Regions from separate parts of the Pan troglodytes genome. Here region 2 is linked to region 1. Evidence: chromatin contacts called from public HiChIP or PLAC-seq data. All regions are on one chromosome and are shown on one strand. Each heading gives the region's core, a stretch centred on a gene start, on an enhancer-like site or on the middle of the called end of the contact. The rest is flanking DNA. Distances are from core to core; before and after follow the strand shown.

The links. HiChIP or PLAC-seq counts read pairs in DNA pulled down with a chosen protein or histone mark.
Region 2: an H3K4me3 HiChIP or PLAC-seq map of stem cell-derived excitatory neurons shows a contact between it and region 1, with 7 times the contacts expected there. The contact joins the promoter of TTC14 here to the enhancer-like site in region 1. A contact is called at or near these places in 4 of 7 Hi-C or Micro-C datasets (blood, induced pluripotent stem cells and stem cell-derived neural progenitor cells), 1 of 1 datasets of contacts at active chromatin or transcription factors (stem cell-derived excitatory neurons) and 1 of 1 other capture datasets (stem cell-derived neural stem cells).

The regions. Positions count from the first base shown.
Region 1 is chr2:183,115,612-183,119,417 of NHGRI_mPanTro3-v2.0_pri, forward strand. The region is part of intron 1 of PEX5L (peroxisomal biogenesis factor 5 like); the gene reads right to left. Among named protein-coding and RNA genes, the nearest start is that of PEX5L, 95 kb to the right of the region's middle. Within about 2 kb of position 2,295, at least 11 of the 24 cell types and tissues checked have an H3K27ac peak or open chromatin away from gene starts, as enhancers often do. A contact at or near this core is called in stem cell-derived excitatory neurons, where this site is marked.
Region 2 is chr2:183,773,532-183,777,320 of NHGRI_mPanTro3-v2.0_pri, forward strand. It overlaps TTC14 (tetratricopeptide repeat domain 14), which reads left to right and starts at 1,963. Exons shown (of 13, transcript XM_003310128.6): 1 at 1,963-2,353; 2 at 2,821-2,945; 3 at 3,053-3,252. The coding sequence starts at 2,193. It overlaps LOC107970850 (a long non-coding RNA gene), which reads right to left and starts at 2,069. Exons shown (of 5, transcript XR_010155393.1): 1 at 1,909-2,069.

The DNA.
Region 1 (3,806 bases), core at 1,045-3,544:
TGGACTTTGCAGACAGGGAAGTGGGCATGGCAGCATGGCATGGATGAGGAAGGGGTGGATGAGAATGAAGCTTGGAGGAGAGGAATGGGTAAAGAGAAAGAAAGAGATGGAGAGGTGGGAAGAGAGAGAGAAAGCTGGGAAGAGAAAGAAAGAGGTGGTGAGAGAGAGAGATAAGAGTGAAATTGAATTGAGCAGTTACTGTGTGGGGGGGGGGCTGGGGGATGTGGAGACGTTTAATGAGATGGAAAGAGACCTACAGAAAGCTTTTGAGAGACTTTCTGCATGAAGTGCTATGGGATCCCCTTAGTTGCCACTATCAGGAAACTTCATTAATGGTCTACAGTTTCTTCAAAGCTTATGCCATCTGGCTACTGTTTCTTTGAAATGGTACTGCATGAAGAGAGAACCATGTGGGGCTCCAGTTATATACTGGATATAGAATACTCTATACAGCATTAATTTCCCTCTAAAGGAACAGCAACCCATGCTCCACTTTTGCTCTGCCTGTATATTTAGAGCAAGACGTAACTCCTTAAGAACAACATGGATCCAATCCTCAGAGGCCTAATTTAGAGAAATGTCTCCTTCATTTATTGAAGCTTAAATAATACATTGGTACAATAGTGTGAACTTACCATTTTAGTCCAAAATAAGGATCTTCTAGCACGAAAAGAGAAATAAGTGACCTTTTACAATGTTGAGAGGTTTTAAAAATGTAAGAAACAGGAGGGGAAGAGTCTTGAGCTACCTCTTTTTCCCCAAATCATTTAATGAGTGCTTAACATGTGCCAGGCGTTATGGTAGGCCAGAGGTAGAAAAGATGAATAAGCTATAACCAGTGGTCTTTCACTTTCAAGAAGATTGAAATGTAACAGTAGTGGCAGACACAGTGGATAAAATACAGTGCAAATAATAGCAAGTGGTAGAAGTATGTGAAGGGTGGGGCACAAGATTAGAGCCATTTATTGTGCGCCAAGCTCTACTGTAAACATTTTAAAATTTGTTTATTTTATTGTGTTAAAATATGCATAATATACATTTACCATTTTGCCGATTTAAACATGTACAGTTCAGCGGCATTTATACGTTCACATTGTTGTGTGATCATCTCCACACCTTTCCCCCAACTGGAATTCTGCAGCCATTAAACAAGAACTCTTGCCCTTCCCCTCAGCTCAAAATTCTCTACGAGGTACTTCATATATATGGAACCATACAGTATTTTTCCTTTTGTGTCTGCATTATTTCATTCACCATGATGTTATAGTAAGCATTCAACATTCAGTACTTCATGTAATTCTCAAAATAACTTTATCAGGTTGGTGGCATTTCCCCCATTTCACAGATGAAGGGACTGAGAATCAGGGAAGGTATTTGTTCAAAAGTCACTGTCAATAAATAGCATAGTGTGAATTTGAACGCCAGTCTGTGCGATGCCAAAATCCAAGCTCCTACCCACAACATTGATTAACCTGGTAGAAAAGAGTGAGTAGAAAACTTTCCAACACAGCTCATACTAGTTATAAGAATAGAATATTTCTCACTTTGAAAATGAGATTATTTGGCCAGGCCCAGTGGCTCACGCTTGTAATCCCAGGATTTTGTGAGGCAGAGGCGGGCGGATCACGAGGTCAGGAGTTCGAGGCCAGCCTGGCCAACACAGTGAAAACCCGTCTCTACTAAAAATACAAAAACTAGCTAGGCGTGGTGGTGGGCGCCTGTAATCCCAGCTACTTGGGAGGCTGAGGCAGGAGAATCGCTTGAACCCGGGAGGCGGAGGTTGCAGTGAGCTCAGATCGCGCCACTGCACTCCAACCTGGGTGACAGAGTGAGACTCCTCAAAAAAAAAAAAAAAAAAAAAAAAAAAAAAAAAAAAGAAGAAGAAGAAAAGAAAAGATTATTTATCAGCTTTTCAAAGAAAAGGTTGATTGGAGGAAGAGGATCTGGATTTAAAGTTCACTCTGCTTTTTACCACTGGAGGAAAAGCTGTTGCCGTCTGTATGTACTTCTAGTCTATTGAACCCTTCCAGAAACTGGCCTCCGGACTGAAATTAATTGTGACAGCCCTTTCTGCATCTTCTCCCAAGAAGCCTGGGCCTCATTTCTCCTCCTAGGGCTCCTTTTCGTGGCTGCTATTTCTGCTGCTTTGTTTTGGAGCACTTTGCACCTGGAGCCTGAGGAGGGCCACTCCGAACCCGATGTCCCTCTCGCGGCTGTTCTGGCGTGGGATGTGTCTGCAGTTGCCAGAGCAATGACAACACTGCGGGACCGCGGAGGCGGCTGGGCGGGGCTGGAGCCTGTGACCGCGCCCGCTGCGCGCATGTCCAAGGCCCCAGCGCTTCTGCGGGGCGGCGGCACCGGTAGGCACTCGGAGGCGCGGAATCTCCTTTATCTTGAATTCTTTGGTCCTCACCTCCCTCCCACTGCACCCGGATTCCCTCTCTCGACCCAGGCGCATGAGACGGATGGTTTCTTCCCAGGACTCTGCCTTCACTGGGACGCACACATGGAAGACAGTGGACTGGGACAGAGTTCACCTGTCAACTGAGTCTCCTGTACACTCGACCCTGCTCCAGCCCTTCAAGGCCAGCTGCCTGTTGATGGAACAGGGAGTTAGCATGTGTGGTGACCTGAGCTAGAACAACCAAAGGACGCAGCTTTCAGATTGATCTTTTCTTCCTCTCTCCATTTTGTCCTCTTAGGTTACATATAGTAGACATAATGGAAAGGCCATATTACTTTGGCATCAGGAGGCCTGCGTTCCAATTCTGGCTCTGCTACTTATGAGCTATGTGTCCTCCAGCAATGCAGTAATGTCCTCTGAACCTGTTTCCTTATCTGTAAAATGGGGATAGTAACAATACTAACATCCAGTGTCGTTGTGTGACAATCAAATGACGTAACATATACCAAAGCACTTGCAAAAGTAATGAACTATATGAGTTGAATATTATTGTTGTTATTATTATTTTACTATATTTACTTTTAGAATCCTGCTTACTTTCCTATTTATGGTAGATGAAGATTGCTCTGGATTTCAAGCAAGCATCTTTATATTAGATTAGCGCTATCATCAGCATTTGCACTGTATGAACACTATGCCCTGTATGGCCAGCAGCCACCTTGGCAGTGGGGAAACAAATCATTCCATCTCTTAGCACAGAGATTCTTATTCCTTGTATAAGTGAGTGAATTGCTCATTTGTTGCACAATTAATCACATCTACTTCCTCATTTCCTAAAATGAAATCATCTAATGAATTGGATGAATAAAGAGGAAAACTGGCTTTTAATTCATTTATCCAAAGTATTTAAATGTGTAATAATTAGCCTGCAGTAAATTATTGTGAGGAGAACAGAAACTCATGTCCAATTAGTCAAATCCTTTCCTATAGAATTTAGGTATGGAAATTCAGTTTCTGCTCACTGGAAGCTAAACTTTCTGGGAAGCTGAATGTGGTCTGCATTCTGTGTGCAATGTTTTATTCCACCACGTGGAGAATCACAATAAGACAGCAGAGGCGGTGAGCACTAAGCACGTGACATCTGTGGCCCGCTGCTGTCATTATATATGAGAGAGAAAAACAAGGCTTGAATTCTTAGACGCTTAAGTCAGACAAAGGTCTCTTGAAGGACTCAGTAACAATTCTCAACACAATGCTTAATTCTACCAATTGTGCTCCATCTCCTTTTTCCTTTCCACATCAGCTATTCAAATTCCCTGGGTAAAGCAGAAGGAAGCAGGACCAGATAAGGCTTCCTGGTAAAACTGGGTAACTCACACATTGAGGACAAGTGATGCTTACT
Region 2 (3,789 bases), core at 713-3,212, 660 kb after region 1:
GTTTTGAGTACATTGCTTAAAGTTCATTTCTTCTGTCACTACTATATGAAAAACATCACTCTTGACAAATGCTGTTTACCCTCTAAAAGGAGCTGCTTTCTATGTTCACGGCCATTTCAGATGTTCAAGGTATGAGGTGGGGGAGGATTATCCTAGTGTTGGAATTAGGAAGAAGTCTAGACAGATCCCATAGTGATAAAACCATGTGCTACTAAAGAATGGCCTCAGAAGGTGACATTCCCAGGCTAAGTGACACTATTTGGTGTCTGGTTCTCAGACACTGGTTTCTTAGTCCCTCCAAAAAATGAGGTCCTTGATCACAGATGGACTCTAACACAAATCACATACTTATCAAGATGTCTATAATAATTTTTAGTGGTCAGCCTTCCTTTTCAGTGACAGCACTCTTTCCTAAAAACAACCATTCTCTAGAGTTATGGCTTAAAACAAGTCAGTCTGTACCATTTATTAAAGTTGATATGCCTATAGAAGCTTGAAATTTATTTATTTATTTATTTATTTATTTATTTATTGAGACGGAGTCTCCCTCCAGCGCCCAAGCTGGACTGCAGTGGCGCGATCTCAGTTCATTACAACCCCCGCCTCCAGAGTTCAAGAGATTCTCGTGCCTCAGCCTCCCGAATAGCTGGGACTACAAGCATGAGCCACCACGCTCGGCTAATTTTTGTATTTTTAGTAGAGACGGGGTTAGGCCATGGTGGCCAAGCTGGTCTCTGAACTCCTGACCTCAAGTGATCCGCCCTCGGCCTCCCAAAGTACTGGGATTACAGGTGTGAGCCACCGTGCCTAGCCCAAATTTATCTTTTACAGTTGCATTCTTGTTTGTTGCATTTTCTCAAGTCTCAAACTGTTTACCTATTTGCCTGGGTTTTCCACAAAACAGTGTGGCAGTATCGATTATGTTCTGGGCTAGATCTCCCATACAAAAGTGGTAACACAGTGAAGGGCAAGTTGATTTCCTCAAAGACACATGGTGGGAAGTGGGGAGACTAACTGTCACCGTTTATTTCTGTTCAAGAGGACTATACTGAACTATTTACACTGAACATATTTAAATGGTACAAGTTTTATACTGGAATAAAACGAAGCTACCTGATCTCAAAATTAGGGTTAGTTAGACCTTCCGTATAAAATACTCAATCCAGCAACTCTGCCTGAGAAGACCAATTAATACTTCGTTTGGAACTCTAGCCTCTTACTAGCTGTGTGCCATTGAGCAATTTACTGGGACTCTCTGAGCATGTTTCCTCGTTTTCTAAAATGAAAAAGTACAATAGCTACCATAGTGGTTAGGTTCTCAAGTCAATAAGTAAGGGGATGGGGGACCTAAGTTGAAATTCCCTTTGAAAATCACTTGAATTGTCCATAAGAACAGTATATTGACTTTTGCGTACATATCACTATACAGTAAGTCCCACAGACACTAAATTTGGAGCAACCATTGAGATAAACTAAATAAGAAATGCATGTGTTCATTAGTTATTGTAAAACTTGAATGGCATATGCACATGTGGAGACATTAAAGCCATCCTGGTTTTAGAATTCACAATCACTAACAGTAAATGGGGTATGGATGGAGAACACCACTCCAGGTGCTTAACAAATGTCCGTGTCCTTCCTTTCTTCTGCCCTTTAAACCACCTGGAAACCTTCCCGGAGCAGCCGGTTGAATGGGGTTACGCCAGAGACACAGGTATTGATTTACGCAGAGAGTACGTCGAGGGAAGAAGCTTGGAAACTCGTATAGGGTTCTTACCCTGGCACTGGCACTTAGAAGCACCTTGATGAATACGAAAAGGAATTATTATTTACCCTAGGTTACAGCTCGAGCTATTTCGACGTAATAACGATCCCACGTACACTTTAAAAAGCAAACTTCTCACATACATCACTTCCTGGAAGCCCTAGTCAGCCTTTAGCCCAAGCAATGCTGCGCCCAATCCTTCGGCCTTCCGTAGTCTCGCTCGGTTTCGCGAGATCGAGGCTGAGCTCCGCCGCGCCGCCGTGGGGGCGACCCCAGAACACTTCCGGGTGTAACTGGTTGTGCTGTCTGTGTACTTCCGGCAGCCTCCAGACGGTTTCTTCCGCTTCCTGTACCACCTGGCTCAAGTAGCGGACACGGAACCGGGGACTATCAGCCCGTCGGCCTCCGGACCCTACAGTCTCTAGCCATGGACCGGGACCTTCTGCGGCAGTCGCTAAATTGCCACGGGTCGTCTTTGCTGTCTCTACTTCGGAGCGAACAGCAGGACAATCCACACTTCCGTAGCCTCCTGGGGTCGGCCGCCGAGCCAGCCCGGGGCCCGCAGCCCCAGCAGCAGTTGCAGGGCAGGTAATGAGACGTTGGTGCCACGGCGCCACGGAAGAGGGGACGCAGCTCTGGCAGCCACTACCGCAGCCCCGGGTTTGCGTCTAGAGGAAGTGGAGCCGCGGCCATGAGCACAGGAGGATCGCGCGCTGGTGTCTTGGGCTGGGTGACGGGGGACGCTCCTGGGTTGTGCAATGCGGGATGCGGGCTGAACTTTTTCTCTGGCGCTGCTTGGTAGAGGCGCAGATTCCTTAGCTAAAAATCCCTTGAGCTTTCCTATCTGAGTTGGAGGCGTCACTTTTTAAGTTTCCCCGCTCTCCACCTCCAGGTTGGTTAATGAGGGAATGCCTAGTTAAAACTTTTTGTCTGAGGTTGTATTGTCTGCAGCTTAGGATGGAGCGGAATAGGCGATGAAAGCCATAAGCAGAAGGTTAGAAGTAAAGAGGCTTTGCAGATAACCCAATTTTCATATATATTTTTTTCTTTTTAAGAAAAGAGAAGAGAGTTGACAACATCGAGATACAGAAATTCATCTCCAAAAAAGCGGATCTGCTTTTTGCACTTTCCTGGAAATCAGATGCACCTGCAACTTCTGAAATTAATGAAGACAGTGAAGGTGAGTTTAGCCTTAAAATCTTTAAGATTGCGGTTCGGTTTAACAGTACTTCAGGTGAAACGGAACTCAAAACTATCGTTAGTGATTTTGTTAATTTTTTTTTTTAGATCATTATGCAATCATGCCACCTTTAGAGCAATTCATGGAGATACCTAGTATGGATCGGAGAGAGCTGTTTTTCCGAGATATTGAGCGTGGTGATATAGTGATTGGAAGAATTAGTTCTATTCGGGAATTCGGTTTTTTCATGGTGTTGATCTGTTTAGGAAGTGGTATCATGAGAGATATAGCCCACTTAGAAATCACAGTAAGTTATTTTTGTTACTTGGATTGCTTCTGTTTTTGTTAACTCATCTCAATGCAAGAACTATATCTTTGCATGCGGTTGTGCTCAAGTATACCTGCCAAGATACTTTTGGAAATTAAATGTTAATTGGAGAAAAATAGTTTAAAAAAATTAGTGAAAATTACCCAGTTTCTCCCTCCATTTCTGGTTTTTGGGATTTTTTAAATTTAAACTGGTTGGCAGGCACAGTGTTCTTTTCTAAATGCTCAAAGAGGTATCAGTGGACGTGGTGAGGTTGATTGATACTCAGACTTATTTCTTGTAGTTGAACATATGTATTCTTAATTAGTTAATATTTGGCATTGTGTATTTTCATGTGGATAATTTGGAGAGAAGTTTCATTTATATATTTACAATAATTAAATGTAAGTGGTTTGTACATTATATTAAGATACTTTGCCCAAGATGGATAGTCCTGAATTTAAACTAATGTGTCACGATAAAAGATTGGGTATTTGCCATCTATCCAGGCAGATAAAAAGGAAGAAAAGCAGAAGG